Regions from separate parts of the Mus musculus genome. Here regions 1, 2, 3, 4, 6 and 7 are each linked to region 5. A link is a contact called in public HiChIP or PLAC-seq and promoter capture Hi-C data. All regions are on one chromosome and are shown on one strand. The core of a region is the stretch at or near the end of the contact, and the rest is flanking DNA. Distances in the headings are between cores, read along the strand shown. Region 1 holds the start of Arhgef25 (Rho guanine nucleotide exchange factor (GEF) 25). Region 2 holds the start of Os9 (amplified in osteosarcoma). Region 3 holds the start of Pip4k2c (phosphatidylinositol-5-phosphate 4-kinase, type II, gamma). Region 4 holds the start of Bloc1s1 (biogenesis of lysosomal organelles complex-1, subunit 1). Region 5 holds the start of Baz2a (bromodomain adjacent to zinc finger domain, 2A). Region 6 holds the start of Dctn2 (dynactin 2). Region 7 has its middle 9.3 kb from the start of Gm51819.

What was found. Promoter capture Hi-C pulls out the DNA fragments that hold promoters and counts their contacts. HiChIP or PLAC-seq counts read pairs in DNA pulled down with a chosen protein or histone mark. Capture Hi-C pulls out chosen DNA fragments and counts their contacts.
Region 1: an H3K27ac HiChIP or PLAC-seq map of embryonic stem cells shows a contact between it and region 5, with 4 times the contacts expected there. The contact joins the promoter of Arhgef25 here to the promoter of Baz2a in region 5. A contact is called at or near these places in 2 of 484 Hi-C or Micro-C datasets (B cells and embryonic stem cells), 8 of 115 datasets of contacts at active chromatin or transcription factors (astrocytes, bone marrow-derived macrophages, effector CD8 T cells and 3 more) and 3 of 9 other capture datasets (embryonic stem cells, liver and pancreatic islet).
Region 2: a promoter capture Hi-C map of pre-B cells shows a contact between it and region 5, with 5 times the contacts expected there. The contact joins the promoter of Os9 here to the promoter of Baz2a in region 5. A contact is called at or near these places in 5 of 39 promoter capture datasets (the C10 cell line, erythroid cells, hippocampal neurons and 2 more), 1 of 484 Hi-C or Micro-C datasets (pre-B cells), 3 of 115 datasets of contacts at active chromatin or transcription factors (astrocytes, double positive thymocytes and thymic regulatory T cells) and 3 of 9 other capture datasets (adipose tissue, liver and pancreatic islet).
Region 3: a promoter capture Hi-C map of adipose tissue shows a contact between it and region 5. The contact joins the promoter of Pip4k2c here to the promoter of Baz2a in region 5. A contact is called at or near these places in 1 of 39 promoter capture datasets (hippocampal neurons), 2 of 115 datasets of contacts at active chromatin or transcription factors (cardiomyocytes and embryonic stem cells) and 1 of 9 other capture datasets (adipose tissue).
Region 4: a promoter capture Hi-C map of pre-B cells shows a contact between it and region 5, with 5 times the contacts expected there. The contact joins the promoter of Bloc1s1 here to the promoter of Baz2a in region 5. A contact is called at or near these places in 3 of 39 promoter capture datasets (3T3-L1-derived adipocytes, liver and pre-B cells), 2 of 115 datasets of contacts at active chromatin or transcription factors (memory CD8 T cells and regulatory T cells) and 1 of 9 other capture datasets (adipose tissue).
Region 6: a promoter capture Hi-C map of pre-B cells shows a contact between it and region 5, with 6 times the contacts expected there. The contact joins the promoter of Dctn2 here to the promoter of Baz2a in region 5. A contact is called at or near these places in 6 of 39 promoter capture datasets (the C10 cell line, cranial neural crest, hematopoietic stem and progenitor cells and 3 more), 3 of 115 datasets of contacts at active chromatin or transcription factors (embryonic forebrain, embryonic limb bud and pancreatic cancer cells) and 1 of 9 other capture datasets (liver).
Region 7: a contact with region 5 is called in an H3K27ac HiChIP or PLAC-seq map of regulatory T cell precursor, with 6 times the contacts expected there. The contact joins the enhancer-like site here to the promoter of Baz2a in region 5. A contact is called at or near these places in 3 of 115 datasets of contacts at active chromatin or transcription factors (astrocytes, regulatory T cell precursor and thymic regulatory T cells).

What each region holds. Positions count from the first base shown.
Region 1 is chr10:127,187,379-127,190,078 of GRCm38.p6, reverse strand. Arhgef25 (Rho guanine nucleotide exchange factor (GEF) 25) reads left to right here and starts at 1,307. Exons shown (of 15, transcript NM_001358557.1): 1 at 1,307-1,828. The coding sequence starts at 1,732.
Region 2 is chr10:127,119,854-127,122,553 of GRCm38.p6, reverse strand. Os9 (amplified in osteosarcoma) reads left to right here and starts at 1,394. Exons shown (of 15, transcript NM_001171026.1): 1 at 1,394-1,597; 2 at 2,009-2,185. The coding sequence starts at 1,436.
Region 3 is chr10:127,210,246-127,212,945 of GRCm38.p6, reverse strand. Pip4k2c (phosphatidylinositol-5-phosphate 4-kinase, type II, gamma) reads left to right here and starts at 1,324. Exons shown (of 10, transcript NM_054097.3): 1 at 1,324-1,608. The coding sequence starts at 1,435.
Region 4 is chr10:128,922,127-128,924,826 of GRCm38.p6, reverse strand. Bloc1s1 (biogenesis of lysosomal organelles complex-1, subunit 1) reads left to right here and starts at 1,303. Exons shown (of 4, transcript NM_015740.3): 1 at 1,303-1,452; 2 at 2,101-2,173. The coding sequence starts at 1,392.
Region 5 is chr10:128,091,496-128,094,195 of GRCm38.p6, reverse strand. It overlaps Baz2a (bromodomain adjacent to zinc finger domain, 2A), which reads right to left and starts at 1,413. Exons shown (of 30, transcript NM_054078.2): 1 at 1,346-1,413.
Region 6 is chr10:127,264,900-127,267,599 of GRCm38.p6, reverse strand. Dctn2 (dynactin 2) reads right to left here and starts at 1,338. Exons shown (of 14, transcript NM_027151.2): 1 at 1,066-1,338; 2 at 118-186. The coding sequence starts at 1,101. Gm40800 (a long non-coding RNA gene) reads right to left here. Exons shown (of 2, transcript XR_872171.2): 2 at 1,856-2,233. It also overlaps a transcript of Kif5a not described here.
Region 7 is chr10:127,149,361-127,152,060 of GRCm38.p6, reverse strand. No RefSeq gene overlaps it. Among named protein-coding and RNA genes, the nearest start is that of Gm51819, 9.3 kb to the left of the region's middle. Within about 2 kb of position 1,275, at least 62 of the 459 cell types and tissues checked have an H3K27ac peak or open chromatin away from gene starts, as enhancers often do. A contact at or near this core is called in regulatory T cell precursor and thymic regulatory T cells, where this site is marked.

The DNA of each region.
Region 1 (2,700 bases), core at 58-2,557, 900 kb after region 5:
GGGCAGGGGGGCGGATTCGGCAGTAGCAACTCCCCGGACGCACGCAGGCCTCAGAGCCCCCCAGCTTCCGTGGCCCCTCGGCCCTGAAACTTGAAGCAGGGTAGGGGTCCAGCATGAAGCCCCCGGACCGCCCCACCCCTGGCCGCACTGACCGGATACTGGGGGTCATGGGTGGCATGCTGCGCGCATGCGCCGTACCCGGGCAGGAGGGGGTAAGGAGGAGGGACCGCGGGTGGGGTCGGGGGGGTCTTTAGAGGACTTTAGGAGAATTGCACTCCACGACTCAGTTTCCCCGCAAACAAAAGTTATATGGAGCAGTCGCAAGGATCCATAAATTCAGTTACGAGGGCCATATGCCAAGTTCTGGTTGACGCTTTCAGAGTAATGTGTATTTTGACAGGAGGGAGAGAAGAAGGGGGAGGTCGTGGCAGCCTAGGAAAGGGTCCTTACAGTGACTCTGTCTCGGCAGCCCCCGGAGAGAGATCCCTTAGGGCCTGGGAGTACCAAGACAGAGAGTGATTGTATCGAGGAGGATCAGACAGGGCAGCGCGAACCTGAGGTCCTCGCCTGGGCTCCGCAGCCCGGTAAGAAGCTGGGCTTGGGTGGGGCACAATTTGCCATCCTGCGCAAAGTGGTGACTTCAGATAGATTCTGTTCATATTAGCATAAAGGCTTGCGCCTAATTTGCATGGGACCATTAAATCGCAGACACCACGCTTCTCTTCTAGCCCGATGTGTGTCCTCACTTCGGCGGGTCCCGAGCCCCCGAAGGCGGAGTGGAGTGTCCCCGCGCCCCACCCCTGGCCCTGGGCCAGCCCAGGCGCCCGGACTTCGCCTTAATTGGTGATTAGTTTTAGCTGGAGTTCTGGGGCCTGGAGGAAAGATGGGTCGGGGGAGAGGGCGGCACCTGGGCTGTGTTCCCTACAAAGTGTTCCCCAGGCACACAAGCCCTACTCGGGGCATGGGGGTGAGGGGTGGCGGGGGAGACAGCCAGAACCTCAGAACCATTCACACACAACAAGGCCCCATCCTGCGAATTCTTCATCTTAGAGTCCAAGGGGCGAGCAAGGCAGACCCACCTCCAGCCTTCACGCCCACCCAACCCAGAGCCCCGCAGTTGCAGCTGGGATGCTAGAGGGAGCCCAGGCCTGGGAGGAGGGGCGGAGGTCTGGGGACCCGGACTGCAAGCGTGGAGGTGCCTGGGGGAGGGGGCTGGGGAAGCGCGGAGGGGCGGAGCCTGGCCGCAGAGGCCCCGCCCCACGGCAGCACCGTGGCCCGGCCTGTTATTCCGCTCGCCGCTCGGCCCGGACCCGCGCGGCTCCAGTGGCTCTGGGAATCGGCCCCCGCACCTCCCTGCCCGGGCCTAGAGCCACCCCTAAGCCGAGGCCGGAGACGGAGCTGGAGCGGCTGTCGCATCCCGGCCGGGCCTCCCCCATCACCCCTTCCTCTGGCTGGACATCTGGACCCTGGGCCCCGCACCGCCGGGGTTCCGGAAACCCTCCCCGCCCAACTCCGCGGCCCAGCCCCGCACGGCCCTCCCTCCAGACTCCCCTGCCTCGACTTCCGTCTACTCCTGGACCCCCGCCTCCCATCCTTTTTCTCCCCCCCTCTCCAAGCCTGGACCCCGGAGGGAGGGAGGGGGGTGTGCGCCCTGCGCCCGCCCCGCCCCGCCCCCCGTGATTCCCCCTGCATGGCCGGCCCGGGTGGGGGGTGCGGGGGGCCCCGGGCGCCATGCGGGGGGGTCACAAAGGGGGTCGCTGTGCCTGTCCCCGTGTGATTCGAAAAGTGCTGGCAAAATGCGGCTGCTGCTTCTCCCGGGGGGGACGTGGTGAGTGCGAGGTCTGAGGGGGCCAGCATTGAGCTTGAGCTGGGGTTAGGGCATCTGCTTACTCTAGCCCTAGGGCTTTAGGGCTGGAGCATGTACGGGTGTTTTCCAGAAAAAAAATGATTTAACAGAGAATATCTAAGGTCCTTTTCCACTTCTAGATTCCTGCTGATTCAAGTTGAGGAAGTTGAGGAAGGGTCAGAGGACCCATTTCTTTCCTTTAGTCAGCTAGCCAGGAGGGAAAATTCTCTGGTGATCGCCTGATGCCCAGAACCTTGTGTCTCAGATCACACTGGCTGAATATCTTCCGAAAAGGGAGCAGAGGAATGGTGGGCTGGGGGTGGGGCGAGGGGTATCTACCTACCTGTAAAGGGTTTTATAAGAACTCACATTGCAGCTCTTCCCAATTGCTGGCCAAAGATAGCCCCGCTGAGCTGTCCTCACTGCCCCCTGGGTTGGGTATGTGCATGCGCTGGAGAGGGGGGCTGTCCAAAACAATATATATAGTAATTACTGGAGTGGGAGGAGAGGGGCTGGAGGTGGCAGACAGCCTCGTTCTTTTGTTCTCACCCCTCTCCGGGAGAATGGTCTGTACCTATTGCAAGGGGGAGTGTTGTAGGGAAGCAGATGGCTACCCCCAGTTTCCAGTGTCTGCCCAGATGGCTGCCCCCACCCGCATATCTGTGCTATGCTCAGGATATGGGGAACCTTCACATGGAACTGGAGGAGCACGGGCCTGGGAGCTTACTGTCCCTCCTCCCCAGAGTGCCTTTGCAAAGATTTCTATCCTGGCCAACCCAAAGGAGGGTGGCAAATGAGGGGACCCTGGGAGACGGGCTGAACATCATGGAGAGGACAACATGGGGGTTCCCCTA
Region 2 (2,700 bases), core at 145-2,644, 970 kb after region 5:
TTTTTAACTGTGAGGTCTTATGAAGATCTGATCGAAAAGTCTGTGTGCAGGCACATAACCCAAGGTGTTAAAAGCAGGATATGTGTCTGTGTATCTTTTAGATTTTCCCCTGGCGTGGTGAGCTTCCCCGCAGAAATTTTCCAATGGTATATAATGTCTCTCGTTTGCCGTTGTCTAGGAATTGATATTCTCAGGGTTGCTAATTCAGTTACCGTCTGTTTCCAGCTTCATTTCCCTTTTGTTTTTACAGGTTTTCCCTTACAGTCTGGACAAACAGACACTTTACCCACATACCCAAGACCCAGCCCAACTTTAACCAGAAGGCCCTTATTTTTAGTTCTTCCTTCTCCTCTCCCCTGCCTTCCTCCTCCTTGTCTCCTCCTCCTCCTCCTCCTCCTCCTCCTCAAAGATTGCTATTCATAAGCTGGGCTGGCTCCTACTGTTCATCTTTTTGCCTCAGCTTATAATTATAGGCATCTACCTCCACTGTTGGCTCCATTATTATTTCTTCTTCTTTTGAGACAGAGTCTTATGTATTCCAGGCTTGAACCCAACTCTATGTAGCCAAGGATGACTGCTTGGATTCCAGGTGTGTACACCAACTGTGATGCAGCTTGAACCCTGCTAAGCCAGTGTCTGTGTGTATTTGAGAGTGTGACTCAAATATCGAAGGCTGGTCTCAAACTCACAATATGGAAGAGGATGACCTTGAATTATTGAGCCTCCTGCCTCTGTGTCATGAGTGTCGGGATTACAGGCATGCACTACCACACTCTCCTTCTTAAAATAATTTTATTGGAGGGCAAATTCAGGTTTTGACACAGATTATTTGGTTGTTGGTAATATATTATCATATATGTGTATATAAAAATATGTACATGTATATTTGTGTGTATATAAATGTAAATATGTACATAATTATATATGTACATACATAAATATCTGTGCGATATATGTATATTTTTATGAAGAAGCATGCTTCTGTATAGTATATTTTGAAAAGATATTAAGTAACTTCCAAAAATATCCCCCGCACTCACCATCCGCTTCAATATTCTGCCCGATGGAGATGCCATACATTGCAAGAAATATATGAAAAATAGTAAGAAGGTTTATTTCCGACAGCTGGGGATGAGACAACAGGCAAAAGAACACAGCCACATACCACACCTCAGGATTAAGGAGCGAGGAGGGGAGGGGCCCAATCTCGCCGATGATTGGTTGTTGCTCTTGGCCAATCAGAAACAGCTATTGATTTTTACTAACAATGCGACCCGCCTCCCTGGAGGCTTTGACGCCACGTTTACAAATGAGGATGCGTTACGTAAGAGAGAGCTCCCGGACAGCCAATGAAAGCTTGGGGCGCTAATGGGCGGGTGAGGCCGCTGCCAGGTTTGGGGCGGAAGGGACATCTCTAGCAGAGACGGAGCGGAAGATGGCGGCGGAGGTGCTGCTGTCCAGTCTGTTGGGATTGCTATTTCTAGGGCTCCTGTTACCTGCGCGTCTGACGGGCGGTGTCGGGAGCCTGAATTTGGAGGAGCTGAGTGAGATGCGTTATGGCATCCAGATCTTGCCGTTGCCTGTCATGGGAGGGCAGGTAAGGGGTGTGGGGCGAGGTGAGGGTCCTGTGCAAGAGGAAGGGGCGCACGGTGGAGGAGGAAGGGCAACTGCGCACCGGGCTCGGGAGAATGGGGGAATGGAGAAGGGATGGTGGTGTTCCTGCGGTCCTGCTGGGAATGGCAGGCAGACCCATCCTCGGAGACCAGGCACCGACAGGGGTAGGGCTCCCCACTGTAGACCTTAGTTCCCCAGGTCGTAGTGAAATCACTGGGACCCCGCCGGGTGGGGAAGCGAGAACGCCCTCTCCTCCGCTCAGCCGGGGCAGCTGGAGGACTTGTGGCTTATTCTCTCTTCCACTGGGCACGTCCCCAGGGTCTGAAGAGGGATCTCGTTGTTCTTGGTCCCAGCCTCTGCCTCCCTGCCCCTCTTCCCGACCCTTCTTTCCCAGAGCCAAGCTTCAGACGTGGTGGTTGTGTCTTCAAAGTACAAACAGCGCTATGAGTGCCGCCTACCAGCTGGAGCTATTCACTTCCAACGTGAAAGAGAGGAGGAGACGCCTGCTTACCAGGGGCCCGGGATCCCTGAATTGTTGAGCCCAATGAGAGATGCCCCTTGTTTGCTGAAGGTGAAAGGAACTGGGGTGGGCGGAGGGAAGGCTTGGGAACCGGAATGGAGGCCAGTGGGAGTTAAAGGGCCATTGGTGTACTAGATATGTTTGGGGGGGGGGGAGCGTGGGGGGTGGGGTGGGGGCGTGCAAAGCAAAGACTCTGCTGAATGTAGGGAAAGGTTAAGATAGAAGATCTCAAAATAGGTTAAACCAACATCAGAAGGACGGTGGTGGGACCAGAAGAGCTGGAGCCTACCTGTAAAGTCACCTCCTGCTCCTATTGCTCATTACCTCAGGATGCCATTGTATTCCACGAAGTTCAGTGAATACTTGAACCTGTGGGAGTCCTCATCCAAGTGCTTCAAGGATACCATGATTTCTTATCTTTATGGAGGGCAGGGAATGATTTATGCCTGTGATCCCAGGTGGGTCACAGAGCATCATAGCCCTGTCTGAGAAGAAAGAAGAAAGAAGAAGAAAGAAGAGAAGAAGAAAAGAAGAAGAAAGGGCATGGGTGGGGATCAGTTATACTT
Region 3 (2,700 bases), core at 75-2,574, 880 kb after region 5:
GTAGACCAGATTGGTCTGGAACTTAGAGATCTGCTTCCCTCTGCCTCCTAGAGTGCTGGACTAAAGGCATGCACCACCACTGCCCGGCATGTCCTTATCTCTTAATACTGCAGCCTTCTCCTTGGCTAGTCTGCGTCTTTAGACTTTTAATTCCTCTAGGGTAGAATTTTTCCTTTGCTTCAACCAGAGGAGAATCAGCCCCAAAATGGTAGTGGCTTCCAATTATGTTCTCAGTAAATACCTGTTGACTAGATGAATTAATGAACGAATTAAAAAAAAAAATCAACTTGGGGCCATGACCTAAAATTTCATATTTCCAGAAGATGAAGACATGACTTAGCCGGGCAGTGGTGGCACATGCCTTTAATCCCAGCACTTGACAGGCAAAGGCAGGCAGATTTCTGAGTTCGAGGCCAGCCTGGTCTACAAAGTGAGTTCCAGGACAGCCAGGGCTATACAGAGAAACCCTGTCTCAAAACAAAACAAACAAACAAACAAACAAACACCCAAAAAACAAAGAGAGAGAGAGAGAGAGAGAGAGAGAGAGAGAGAAGAAGAAGAAGAAGAAGAAGGAGGAGGAGGAGGAGGAGGAGGAGGAGGAGGAGGAGGAGGAGGAGGAGGAGGAAGGGAGGGAGGGAGGGCTCAGTGGTTAAGAGCGCCGACTGCTCTTCCAAAGGTCCTGAGTTCAAATCCCAGCAACCGCATGGTGGCTCACAACCATCTGTAACGAAATCTGATGCCCTCTTCTGGAGTGTCTGAAGACAGCTACAGTGTACTTACATATAGTAAATAAATAAATAAATCTTTAAAAAAAAAAAAAAAAGAGCATTAGCTCTTCCAGAGGACCATACTTGACACCCAGCTCCCACAACTTCAGTTCGGAGGATCCGACGCCCTCCTCTGGCCTCCGGGGCACTGAACTTACATCGTGCCAGCCAAACACCTATATACATAGAACAATTAAATGTATATATTTAAATTTGTCATGTCTGCAACCCCAACTTCATGGAGTCTGCAACCCCAACTTCATGGAGGACCAATCCTCACTTCCGTAATACCCAAACTTTATACCGAGAATGAGGCAGGGGATAGCAAGTTTGAAGCCAGCCTGGACTAAGCAAGGAGACCGGTCTCAAACAGAACGTTCGCCTACGGACAGAGCTCATCCACTAGAAACTGGACAGAACCGGAAGCGACAGAAGCGCCGCCCTGCACAGCGCCAACCCCGCATCCTTGTGAGTGCAACCCGAGCCAGGTGACCGCCCGGCAGCCGAGGGGGTGGAGCCATCCCCGCCGGCCCCGCCCCGCCCCGCTCGCGCGCCTGAGGGCGGGCCTCCGGTCACATGACGGCTGCGCAGGTGAGCACCGCTTCCGGGTCGGGCTTCGGAGTCGCGGCTAGCTCCCGCTTCCACTCGCTCGGGTGCGCGGGAGACTATGGCGTCCTCCTCCGTCCCTCCCGCCACCGCACCCGCGGCAGCTGGAGGCCCCGGCCCGGGATTCGGCTTCGCCTCCAAAACCAAGAAGAAGCATTTCGTACAGCAGAAAGTGAAGGTGTTCCGGGCCGCGGACCCGCTGGTGGGCGTGTTCCTGTGGGGCGTCGCTCACTCGGTAAGAACCGGCGGGACCCCGGCTCCTGCCCCTTGGCCCGAGGATCATCCGGGTCCTCGCGCTGCCGCCTCTCCCCCGCCCGGCCTGGTTCCCAGCGCACCATTCCCCGGTGTCCCCCGGGGTGGCTTCTGGTGGAGACTCTTGTCTGTCCCCTTCCCCTTTACTCCTCCCCTAGAGTTCCATCTTCACCTGATATCCAGCTCTGTTCCTTGACTCCTTCCTGTCAGGTCCAGCCCCAGGCTACAGGGACTGGCCAGGATCCGGCTGCAGCCAGAGGGACATTAAGGGGAGTGGCTCTGAAGGGTTATTGGTGAGGTCTGGGTGCGACAGTGCGTGAAGCGTGTCTGGGTACTACTGCCTGGCCAGAGAAGTAGTTTGATTTCCTCTCCACCTTGCTTTTGAGCCCCAGCCCTTGACTTTCGAACCTTGGCTTTTTCTGGGAATGCCTCTAGGCTTTTTGGACCTTCTAACCCTGCATGCCCTTTCCAGAGATTCAGCGTTTCAGAGAAGTTACCCCACTCTACCCTAGGGATGCCCTCTCTGAGGTCGAAATGCTAATATATGTCTTTGGGCTTAGCTGTGTCCCCATTGTTGGCTGGAGTGATGGTGTTTGCTATAAATGGAGTCACCTGTAACCAGGGAAAGGTTGAGGAGCCGTGGTGGCAAGGACGTTATTGGTGGACTTTAGGTGCCAGAAGGGGCTCGGAACAGTGCAACTGAGACCGATGGGCCCAGTGCACCTCCTGTCCTGAGGATATCGTGGAGGAACCAAGGCTAGTGAGGCATGGCTGGTTTTCTCCTTACTTAGGTCGGGAGTAGGAAGCATGCAGTTATCTTGAGCTTGACAGGGACTATTTTGATTACCACTTCTTTGGGTTGTAGACATGATGTGTTGTGGAGGTGTGAGGGGGCGAGGAAGAGGCCACATTGTTATGTTCTGATTGGAACATCGCTGGCGGTCAGTTAGCTCCCTTCTGCCTTGGCTGCTCTCAGGGGTATTATCTTTAGCGAGGATTCCATTTAAGGCATTTGCTGTGGGTAAGACTAGTGGAGATAAGGCTGCCCTAGTACCTTCCAGGTGACTTACCCATC
Region 4 (2,700 bases), core at 54-2,553, 830 kb before region 5:
TCAATCCTTCAGAAAGTCTATTTAATAAATAAATTTGGGATCAAGTTTCTTTTTAATTGGGAGTAGGAGACAGGGTCTTGCTATGTAGCCCAAGCTAATCTAGAACTCCCCATTCTTCCACCTCAGCCCCCTGACAGGTTTGCATCAGTATACCATACATGACAGTATTATTTACAAACTCTTCAATGCGGTTCTACTCTTTAGCCAGAGCTAAACATTAGTCTAATCACCTTAGTTTATTAACAATCAAACTAAAGCTCAGAATGGGTAAGAAAATTGACCAAAGTTTGGCCAGCATGTCTCCACATTCGTTTTTTTGTGGTCTGTGTGTTTCTGCTTTGAGACAAGGTCTCTCTACATATTGCTAGCTGCCCCAAAGTTTGTTCTGTAGACCAGGATGGCCTCAAATACACAGACATCCTCCTGCTTCTGCCTCAGGCCTGCTAGAATCAAAGTTGTGGGACACATGGTATGTCTGCACACTTGTAATGCACCCCTTAGCTCCGGTTACTTGTAGCGCTGGTGGATTCCTGGCCACCATGAAAAGCACAAGGAGCCTAGGGGACAGAGAGAGAGAGAGAGAGAGAGAGAGAGAGAGAGAAACAACAGCAATAAATTGATGGTGTTTATAATTTTTCTAGTTGGAATTAGTCCTGGAAGCATTCCTCCTTAGTCGGAGAAGCACTGTATAATTTACCTTTCACTTTGGCAGTAGCACTTACGCTTCTGCCACGACTAAAATGGGTTCGCATTCCCTGACCACAAAAGGACAGAGATAGATCTGCGCATTCACCACTCACTGCCCGCAACATTAGCAAAGCTCCCTAGAAGGCTGCTTGAGGTGCCTAAAATGCTGCTCTACAGTGATCACCCAGAGCTGAGAGAACCTCGGTGGAGAGGTGAGAAGACAAGAGGGCTGGGAAATAAGAGAAAGCATTCTCTTCTAGGGAGAGGAAGCTGGGAATCCACTGAGAATCGGCCGGCATTGCCAGGAGGTAAGGTGAGGGAAGGAGAAGAATTTCAATGAGTTCAGAGAGCTTCTGCTACCCTAGTAACAGAAGTGTAGTGGACAGCATCAGGACACCAATCCTCTCAAAACCCGACAGCCAGAGCATGTGAAAACTGACTCTTCAGCATGACTAAATGCGAAAAGTGTTCCTGACTCCAGAAACTGAGCCTCATTAGCGAACAGCTCACCCACCAAGCAACCAACCCTCCACTTCGCTCCTTTAGCTCCTCAATACCAACCACCAGATGCCAAAAGCAGAGGGAGGCTCTTGCGTCACGTGATACTGCGATCACGTGACGCCTTCCGGGTGAGCCAAGGCATAGTCCAGTTCCTGCAGCCTTAGGGAGGGGTCCGCCGTGCCCACACCCAGCCAGACTCGACCATGCTGTCCCGCCTGCTCAAAGAACACCAAGCCAAGCAGAACGAACGCAAGGAGCTGCAGGGTGAGCTCAGCGTCCGGTCGGTCGGCAGCTCCCGGCCGCGGCCTAGCTTCTTCCAGAGGCCTGGACCTCGGGTAACCTCCCAGATCAAGGAGAGGGCGCCGGCTAGCGGGCGACCCGAGTGCCGGGCAGGGAATTGGGGGCGGCACTTCTGGAAACTCCGTCCCCTTGCCAACCAGCCCTGGTCCCCTTGGCACCACTCGGGTCCCTGCGCCACCTCCCTCAATCCCGCCCAGGCGGCGCCTGAGTCCCGCCCCTGGAGCGCGAAACGCGTTGCCAATTGGCCCAGCCAGCTTCTCACCCCGGAAGTGGGAGGAATTGGGGACTGCCCAGTCTGCCACACAGCTAAGGCACAACTTTCCCCAGGCCTAGACTGGGAATCCTGGAGTTGCCAATCCATTGCCCAAAGTAGTGGAAAAAGGATGTCTAGGAAGAGTCCTGGGCGTACCTGATGGAGTGTCCATTCCCTTCTCAGGGCCCCAGTTTCTTTGCCTCCAAAATAAAGGGGTTTGTTTTGTTTATGTATGGAAGGTTCTTTTTAAGAGGTCTGGCATTAGTTGGCAGTTTCTAGAACAGTAATAAGTGCGTGAGGACCCATTAGCACCATCTTTCAAATACGAAGTCTGCTCCAACCCCTTTCCCCTTCCCCAGAGAAGAGGAGGAGAGAAGCTATCGCTGCAGCGACCTGCCTGACCGAAGCGTTGGTGGATCACCTCAACGTGGGGTATGAACCTCTTCCCTCAACTCCGGTTTCCTCCATCCACCCTGGTTACACAGCATCTGGGCCAGCTTTCAGAAGGACCCGGTGCTCCAGTAACTCCTCTGATCTGTCCCCTCCCCCTAATGTAACTTTGTGGAGACTTGAGTCAGCTTTCACTCTCTAACGCTGATGGGGGCGACAGCTGCAGTGGTTGGGAAAACAGAATTCCCCTCCCCACACTAACTTCCCTGGCACAACTTGATGCCATCTGGCCAACTCGACTAACCCTTATATGTCCAGCTGTCACTTGGGTGGGAGGGAAGGACAACCTCTTCCACCACGTACCCTCTTTCCTTCCTCACCTCCTACTCTCTGGAAAGCCTGCGAAACAAATGGCAGGAACAGGATGGCACAGCTGGTAGAAGTAAGGAAGAGCCTAAGCCAAGAGCTGTGACAAAACCAGGCTGTCTCTTCCTTTCCTTCTGGGTCTCCAGGGACCCTTCCCCCAACCTTAACCCTCAATGAGAAGACCAGTGGTATCCAAAGACTTG
Region 5 (2,700 bases), core at 164-2,663:
TGCCACCGCCTTCTCACCCTCCAAGTTCCTGCTGTACCTCCCTGTCTCTGGGTCAGCTGTCATTGTGCCAGCCACTCTGGAGCCAGATGGCTGGGGCTATGAGATGGTGGTATGCATCCTAGCTGTACCTTCCCTTTCCTCTTCAAGACACTCCAAGCATCCAACCTTAAGCACTACAGGACACACACACTGCGCCCTTCCCAGCACCTTTAGTTGTGACTCAGAGTAGTATAAGACAAACCCTGACACCCATTCTACTAATTCTGGAGGCAGGGGCACTAGAGAAGGAGCTCGGGGCTCAGCTGGATGGAAAGAGTATTTCCTATTGAAGGTAGGGTAATTATAAAGACCTCCCACTCCATGACTGAACCGATCTTGCCTTAGCCACAGCTCTTGGCCCTGTAGCAATTCCCATTGGTTCCTTTTCGGCACTCAGGTTCGGAGGAGACAATCTCACCGTATTTTGGTAAGGTTAGGTTCTCTCATAATATGCCAAAAAGATTGTAACCCCTCCCCTTCTCCAAGTGGGTCTGCGCCCCTCGGATTTAGTCTCCAAATTCCCCAACGGACAGCTGGGCATATGATAGGCATATAAGACAGTGACATCTCGGGGTTTTTGTTTGTTTTGTTTTCTGGAGTAACCTGAAATAGAGAAGGTTGGGCTTCCTTTGCCTTACCCAGCACCCCCAATCCCTTAGAGACTTAGCCCCAGTCTTGTTCTGCCGCAACAGCCGCTGAAGCGGAGTATCACAAGGTTCCCGCAGCGCCGCTGCCCCCGGCGCCCGGACTAGGGGGAGGGGCCAGCTCCAGCGGGGCCGAGCGCCCTTCCCACCGAGATCAGGGGGCGGTGCTCGGGTCCGACCCCAAACTCGGCAAGAAAAGCTTTAGGTGAGACTTAGCTGAACTTGAAGGGTGAGCGGAGCAGGGCGGACAGCGCCCGTAACGTGCGTCGTACCCCCCGCCCCCCGCACTACCAGGAGAGGGGTTGGGGTGGCGGTTATCTCCCCCCCCCTCCGGGGTTAGGATGGCGTGGGAAAGCGCTAGTTCCAGAGAAGAGGAGGCGAAACCCAGACCGCGGGAGAGCTTTCTGGCGAGGGAGGCGCGGGGGAGGGGAGATCCAGGGCCGGAATAGGAGGGGTTCCCGGGAGAGGATGGCGGAGAGGCGTGAGAAGCCTCCGGATCCCGGGCGCAGAGGACAGGGGAGGAACGGGCGAGGAGGCAGGGCGGGGGAGAGAGCAAGGGCAGCGGGCGCAGGGAAGGTCAGAGCTTGGATCCCAGGGGAGGAAGCGGCTGCGGGGACGCCCTGCCCTGGACCCCGGGCCTGGAGGCGGATGCCGGGCCTCACCTGAAGCAGGGCCGGGCCGGGCGGCGGCGGCGGCGCAGGTGGCCGAGCCGGGCGGCGGCGCCTCCTCCCCCAGCCCGAGGCCGGCGGCGGAGGGGGGGGGGGCGGCGCTTAAAGGGGCAGGAGCCACCCGGGTGAGGACGAGCGCTCAGGGACGGCTGTCGCGAAGGCTCCGCTGGGGGAGGGGACGGCGGGTGGCGTCTCCTAGGGGCCAGAACCAGGAAGGATCCCAGATGCAGGAAAAGACAGAAACTTCTGCGGCGTAGTTGGGGACAGCGGTGGGTCTGAACTGGAGTACTTGAAGAGCTCTTTTTGCCGGCACGGGGCGCCCAGCTAAGACTTATTCACAAAGGAGGCTGGAGAGACAGTGGGAGCCACAAAGATTCAAGGAGGCCTAGGAGAGCAGGAGAGGGAACTCAAGGCCGAGAGCATGTCGGGGTCACGCACAGCGCCCTGCTAGGTAAACAGGCTTCTCCCGGCCCTATCCGTACTACAGCTGTACAAATCTGGAATCAGGAAACCACAGAGGCAAAACGCTCTCTGTCCTGTCAATGGTGGAGGCCATCCGTAACAGGGTCGTGAGGCTGATGCAGGGCTAAGAATCGACTTTATTCATTGCTCGGTTTGGCCCCAGCCACCACCACCACCCTTGCAGCAACCTCTGGGGCAACAGGAAGCAGCTGCTCAGTGCAGCCCCGACCCGGTGGTGGGTTAAAGGGGGGAGGAAGAAACACCGAGAGAAACTAGGGGGAGGGGAAGCATCTCTTACAAGACCAAGACTGAACTAGTAATGAATACAGTAAAATACTACTTGAATCTCTGCACTTAAATTGGAGCGGGGGGTTCTAGGGTGAGGAAGGAAGCCCTAACCTAAGATACAACCCCAGGCTCTTCCTTAGAGCTGGAGCTTGCCAATGCTCAGCAGCTCACCAGCTAAGCCCCGTGTCCCCCCCACAGTCCGTTTCTCTTCCTTCACTCCCCCAAAAGAGCAAAGGTTAGGCCCCACCCCTGCTGAGTCAGCCAGAGAGGGAGCTGGGCATCCCTCAGGCCTTTCCCAGGGGCAGCTATCATACTTACCCATGTCAGGCTGGCAGGACTCAGGATTAGGACCCAGATTCTCACTGTCCTTGGGTCTTGCTTCAATTGAAGGCTACTGTTGGATCCTGTCCAACTATGGGCTGGGAACTCGCAAACCCCAAAAAAGCCAATGTATGCTTCCTGCGAACGACACAGCCTGAACTGCTGTAGGGTGATGTCCCTGTATGACAGACTGGGGTGGGAGGGAGGAGGGAAGGGCGGGGCTTTCATTGGGTGGAGAGAGGGAGGAGGCGAGGACAGGGCCGACCGGAGAAATATGG
Region 6 (2,700 bases), core at 89-2,588, 830 kb after region 5:
CCAGGCTGGGGTTGGCATACCCACTTATTGTTGTGGCTTGCCAGAGAAGGAAAAGGACCTGCATCTGGGGAGAAAGGTCAGAGTCCAGAGGGATCCTGAGGTAGCACACAGTCTTACCGCATCAAACTCTGCTTGATCATCCTCAGGTAGGTCGCTGGTTTCATAAACGTCTGGCTCATTCCTGGCCTGCAGGGAGAAGCGGTGACCACCCAGACTCATTACCCAGCATTCATCCCTTATCCCATTTCCTTTGAACAAGGCATTGCAAAACCTGACTGTCATTCAAGGATTCCGCCCTCCACCTCCCCTGTCAACTCTATGTCCGTTTCATCCAGTGGGATGACCACAGGTACAAACTGGGATCTGGGATAAAACGTCCATAGTGAAAGAAAGATGCTACCCTGAACATGGCTGAGAGGCCAGTCCTTGGTAATTATCTTGTCCTAATCTGGTGAGGGTTTCTTGAGTTAGGCCCTGCACATCACTGTACAAGGGTTGAGAGTGACTCAGGACCTTAGTTCTCAAGGTCCGGTGTGCCAACCCCCCGCCCCCAACCCTGAGAATGCAGAGAGGACAGCATCAACGGAGGGTACATGCCGGCTTGTGCATGAGGAGCAAGCACACAGGTGCTCGCAATGCACAGAGCTCCCCACTGGCACAAGGTTTCTGCAACAGTAACCTCTTCCCTGGCAAGATGAAGGCCACCAAGTGGCCTGGTGAGTTCGGCTGGAGTCAGGGTGCGGGGGCGGGCAATCGGGAAATTTGGGGCGACAAGGGCACTGTTGACATGGACGGTACAGACATTCGGGCTCAAGTGGTAAGCGCCCGGAGGCGATTTCTGGGCGGAGAAACCGGCTACTGCCAGAAAAAGGGCCCGACGCGGTCCAACGGCCCGGCCCAGTCGGGTCTGGAGTCCAGAAGGTGCTGCGGCCGTCGAAGGGCGAGCGGCGGGGACCCTTGGGGCTAGGGGGCTGCCAGCGGGAGGGGTCGCGGGCTGGCTTCTGTTGGGGGTCCTCGGGAGGTCGGGGGCGCGGTCTGGGGAGCCGGGCCCGGCCCTGTACTCACAATGCCGGGGAGATCGGCGTATTTAGGGTCCGCCATGGCGGCGGCGAGGCGGGGCTGGGGGACCGAGGCCTCGGAGGAGCCGGGGCTGGTGACCGAGTGGGGGAGAGGCTGGGTCCGGGTCCCCAGCAAAGGCGACGATAAGGGGAGCGGCGGAGGAGCAGGAAGTCTCGCGACAGGAGCAGGCCGGCAGGAGGCGGGGGACAGCAAAAGTCGCGAGGACAGCCGGCTACCACACCCCTGGACAGGCTGGGATTGGTGAGAGCGACAGGGAATGAGGTAATGGCGAGGAGACGCCGCCTAGCATTGTGGGATATGTAGTCCCGGTCTTCTGGGGCTTGGGCTGGAAGCGACAATAACAACGTTAGGGAGCTATTGCATACAGTTATCTCCTTTCGTTCTTAATAGTCTATGAAAGGAGTTTCATAATTCCTGCTTTAGAAAACCTAGAGATTGGTTACATGAAACCACACAGCTCGCCACGTTGTAAACAATAGCAAGATTTAGTAAACATTTAAAGAATAGAAAAATGAGGCCGTCTTTTCAGGTTAGGGCTTCTGGACAAAATAGAGGGACCCTAGTTAAATTTTAATTTCAGGAGCTGGAAAGATGTCCCAGGGGTTAAGAGCACAGTCCTCTTGTAGAGGACCTGGGTTCTATCCCCAGCATCCAGATAGTGGCTCACAGCCATTTATAATTCCAGTACCAGGTGCCCTCTTCTGGCCTCTGAGGGCACCAGACACACACGTGGTACACTGACATACATGCAGACAAAACACCCATACACATAAAATAAATAAATAATAACAATTTTTTATTGAAGTTAATTTCAGGTCAACAACTAACAATTGTTAGTATAAGCATGCTTCTTATATTTCTGATATGCATATAATAATCTGAAACCCAAGTTCGTCTGAGGGTGCTATTTCTTCTTCTTTTTTTCTTCAAAAGTCTGGACATCTTAAATGAAAAAGCGCTGGCTCACAGTCTGACTGAACTCTCCATGACGGTCATCAATTTCATTAATAGTTCCCCAGAAATTAGGAGGAAGGAATTTGACACAGGTCTCAAACTGTAGTTCAGGGTGGCTTGGAACTCACTTTTCAGTGCTGGGGATTGAACTCAGGACCTTACATATAGTAGCTTTGTGTCCAGTCAGCAACCAATCTTTCTGGAGGAGAGATACAGTATGGTTAATCCTCTTACTTTGCCACATCAATGCATGACAATAGAAACCCCAATTATTTAATTTAATTTGTTTCTTTGTGTGTGTGGTGTGTGTGCGCGCACACAGGAACGTGGAGATCAGAGGACAGCTGTTATGCATCTGCTTTCTCTCCCCACCATGGGGGTCCTGCAGATCAAACTCAGTCGTGTGGCAAGCCCCTTCACCTGCTGAGCCATCTCACTGACCCATTTTTAAAACAGAAGGAAAGGCTGGGTGTGGTGGCACATGCCTGGTCTAGTGAGTCCCAGAATCTCTATGTAGCTCCAGCTGTCTCAAAACAAGAACAGAAGAGGAGAAGGAGGAAGGGGGTTGGGGCTGGGATGGGAGGTGAGAGACAAATAGAAAACCTACTACGTGCTACTAGAGAAATAAAAAGGTACACTCAGGACAAAAGGAAGTCCTCAAGCCAG
Region 7 (2,700 bases), core at 26-2,525, 940 kb after region 5:
CCCTTTACCTGCTAAGTCATCTTGTCGTCACTCACCTTCTTTGAAAATATTTTTTTTTAGATTTATTGATGTTATATGTTTTACCTTCATGTATGTGCATGCACCACGTGTGTGCTGAGTGACCTCAGGAGTCAGAAGGCACCAGATCCCCTGGGACTGGACTTATGGATGGTCCAGTCCTGGCTCTTGTCTCCCCAATGTTATCATTGTTCCTTTCCTATTTTAAAAATTACTTTTTTGGTGTGCACCTAGAGTAATGGGTCTTTTATGACGTTTTCTTTATACTTTAGCCCAGTCCATCTGCTCCTGCCTGAACGTGTTCTTGAGTTAGTTTGCCTAAATTTGATTGATTGGTTGTTGTTGTTCCTGTGTCCAAGGAAGTTGGACTATAATTTCCTTTCTTCGTTTCTTCTTCTGGTTTTGGTACCAGGGAAGTGCTGCCTTCATCGATGCATTTGGTGGTGTTCCCACTGTTCCTGCTTTGTGGACCAGCTCCAGTGTTTGCTTCTCTGTGCTTACCTCTTATGATGGTTTGTATGTGCTTGGGTCAGGGAGTGGCACTATTAGGAGGTGTGGCCTTGTTGAAGTAGGTGTGTCACTGTGGGCGTGGGCTTAAGACCTCATCCTAGCTGCCTGGAAGCCTGTATTCTGCTAGCAACCTTCAAATGAAGATGGAGAACTCTCAGCTCCTCCTGCACCATGCCTGCCCAGATGCTGCCATGCTCTTGATGATAATGGACTGAACTTCTGAACCTGTAAGCCAGCCCCAATTAAATGCGATTAAATTAAATAAGCCAGTCCTTATAAGAGTTGCCTTGGTCATGTTGTCTGTTCACAGCAGTAAAACCCTAAGCCTTTTGTTTTCTTGGGTTTTGGTGTTTTGGTTTTTGAGACAAGATTTTCCTGTGTAGCCATAGCTGTCACTCTGTACACCAGGCTGGCTTCAAACTCACAGAGATCCTTCTACCTCTGCTTCCCAAGTGCTGGGTCTGAAGGTGTGCACTACCACTGCTCAGCTATTGGGAGGCTCTTCATTTCTGTTTTAATTTCATTGATGATTGTGGATCTGCTTAAGCTGTCTCCCCAACTATTACTTTATTTAACCATGTATAAACTACACACACACACACACACACACACACACACACACACACACACACGCAGCCCTGCTCCATGTCAGAGCTCCCAGTCACCCCCAGTTATGAGGTGATAAGAAACCAGGAATGGTGGTGTCCCTGGGCTGACACTGACCTTTGGCCCTACAGTTCATCTCCAACAAGAGTGTGGCGCACTGGCTGGCACTCACGGGCAACAGTGAGACTTCAGTCCTAGGCAGCTTGGCTTGCCTCTGAAGTTAACAAATAACTAACTGGATTTAAAAACTGAAAACAATTTAGTGGTTGGGGAAATGAGTCATTGTTAAGTCACTGCTCTTGCAGTGGATCCGGGTTTGGTTTTTAGCATCAAAGTAAACCGTCTGTTACTCCAGCACAGGCAGGGGTCTTGGTGGCTCCTTCTGGCCTCCATGGACACCCACATGCATGCATAGACATGGGGTGTATCCTGTTTTGTTTTGTTTTTCTAGGGTGAGAGGAGAAACTCTATGGACAAACCCAGTTTTCCACTATGACAAGTTATGAAATCAAACTTTCTGCATCTAAGCGCAGCGGGTGAGCCTTGATCTGGGAAACAAGGAAGGAAGAATTATCTTTTAGGATACGAACCCAGCAAGGTCCCTGTGAGTTTGAAGCCAGCCTAGTCTATAGAGCTAGTTCCAGGACATTAAAGACTATATAAACAAACCCTGTTCAAAACAACAACAACAACAACAACAACAACAACAACCAAAACTGAACCAAATTAACCAACCAAACACCACCAAATCCACCCACACACTTCACATCTGGCAGAAGTATTCACCCTTTAGAGCACTCTTGTTTGGCATAGTATTGCAGCCCAGTGTTTGTGTATGTGTATGTGTGTGTGTGCACAGGGTTTATGTGCACAGTGTGTGCGCACAGTATGTGTGTGCACAGTATGTGTGCACAATGTATGTGTACACAGGGTATGTGTGTATATGTGAGTATATGTGTGTATAGTTTGTGTGTGCACAGTGTGTGTATACAATGTGTGTGTGCACAGGACATGTGTGAACAGGGCATGTGTGCACAGTGTGTGTGCACAGGATATGAGTGCATAGTGTATGTGTACACTATTGTCTAATTCACACCCCATTGACTCAGTTACTTCGTGAATAATTCTATTTATTTTCCAAAAATGAGGGTAGCCTGAAGTTACTTCAAGTTTTCCATCTATCAAAGGAGGGAGCCCCTGAGGGCCAATGAGACTGACCCACCAGCAGCCCTCCACTCCTCAGCTGGCTAGACACCTGTTATATCTTCTCGGTTTAATCTTGATAGGTCTCATGAGTCTAGAAATTTATTAATTTCATCTAAGTTTTCCAGTTATTTGGAATATAATATTTTTAAAGTCCTCGAGATTCTTTATGTTTTATTAGACTCTGCAATAACATCTCTTCATTGTTTAAAAAAAAACAAAATGCCAGATGTTTGACTTACCAAATGAAGATTCAGGAGCCAGATGCTGGGTGAAAACCTGCAAGCCCTGAGAGACAGAGAAAGCACCCCACTGACCTCCTTATTCCACTGACTTCCCAGAAGGAAAAGGCTTTTTCTTCTC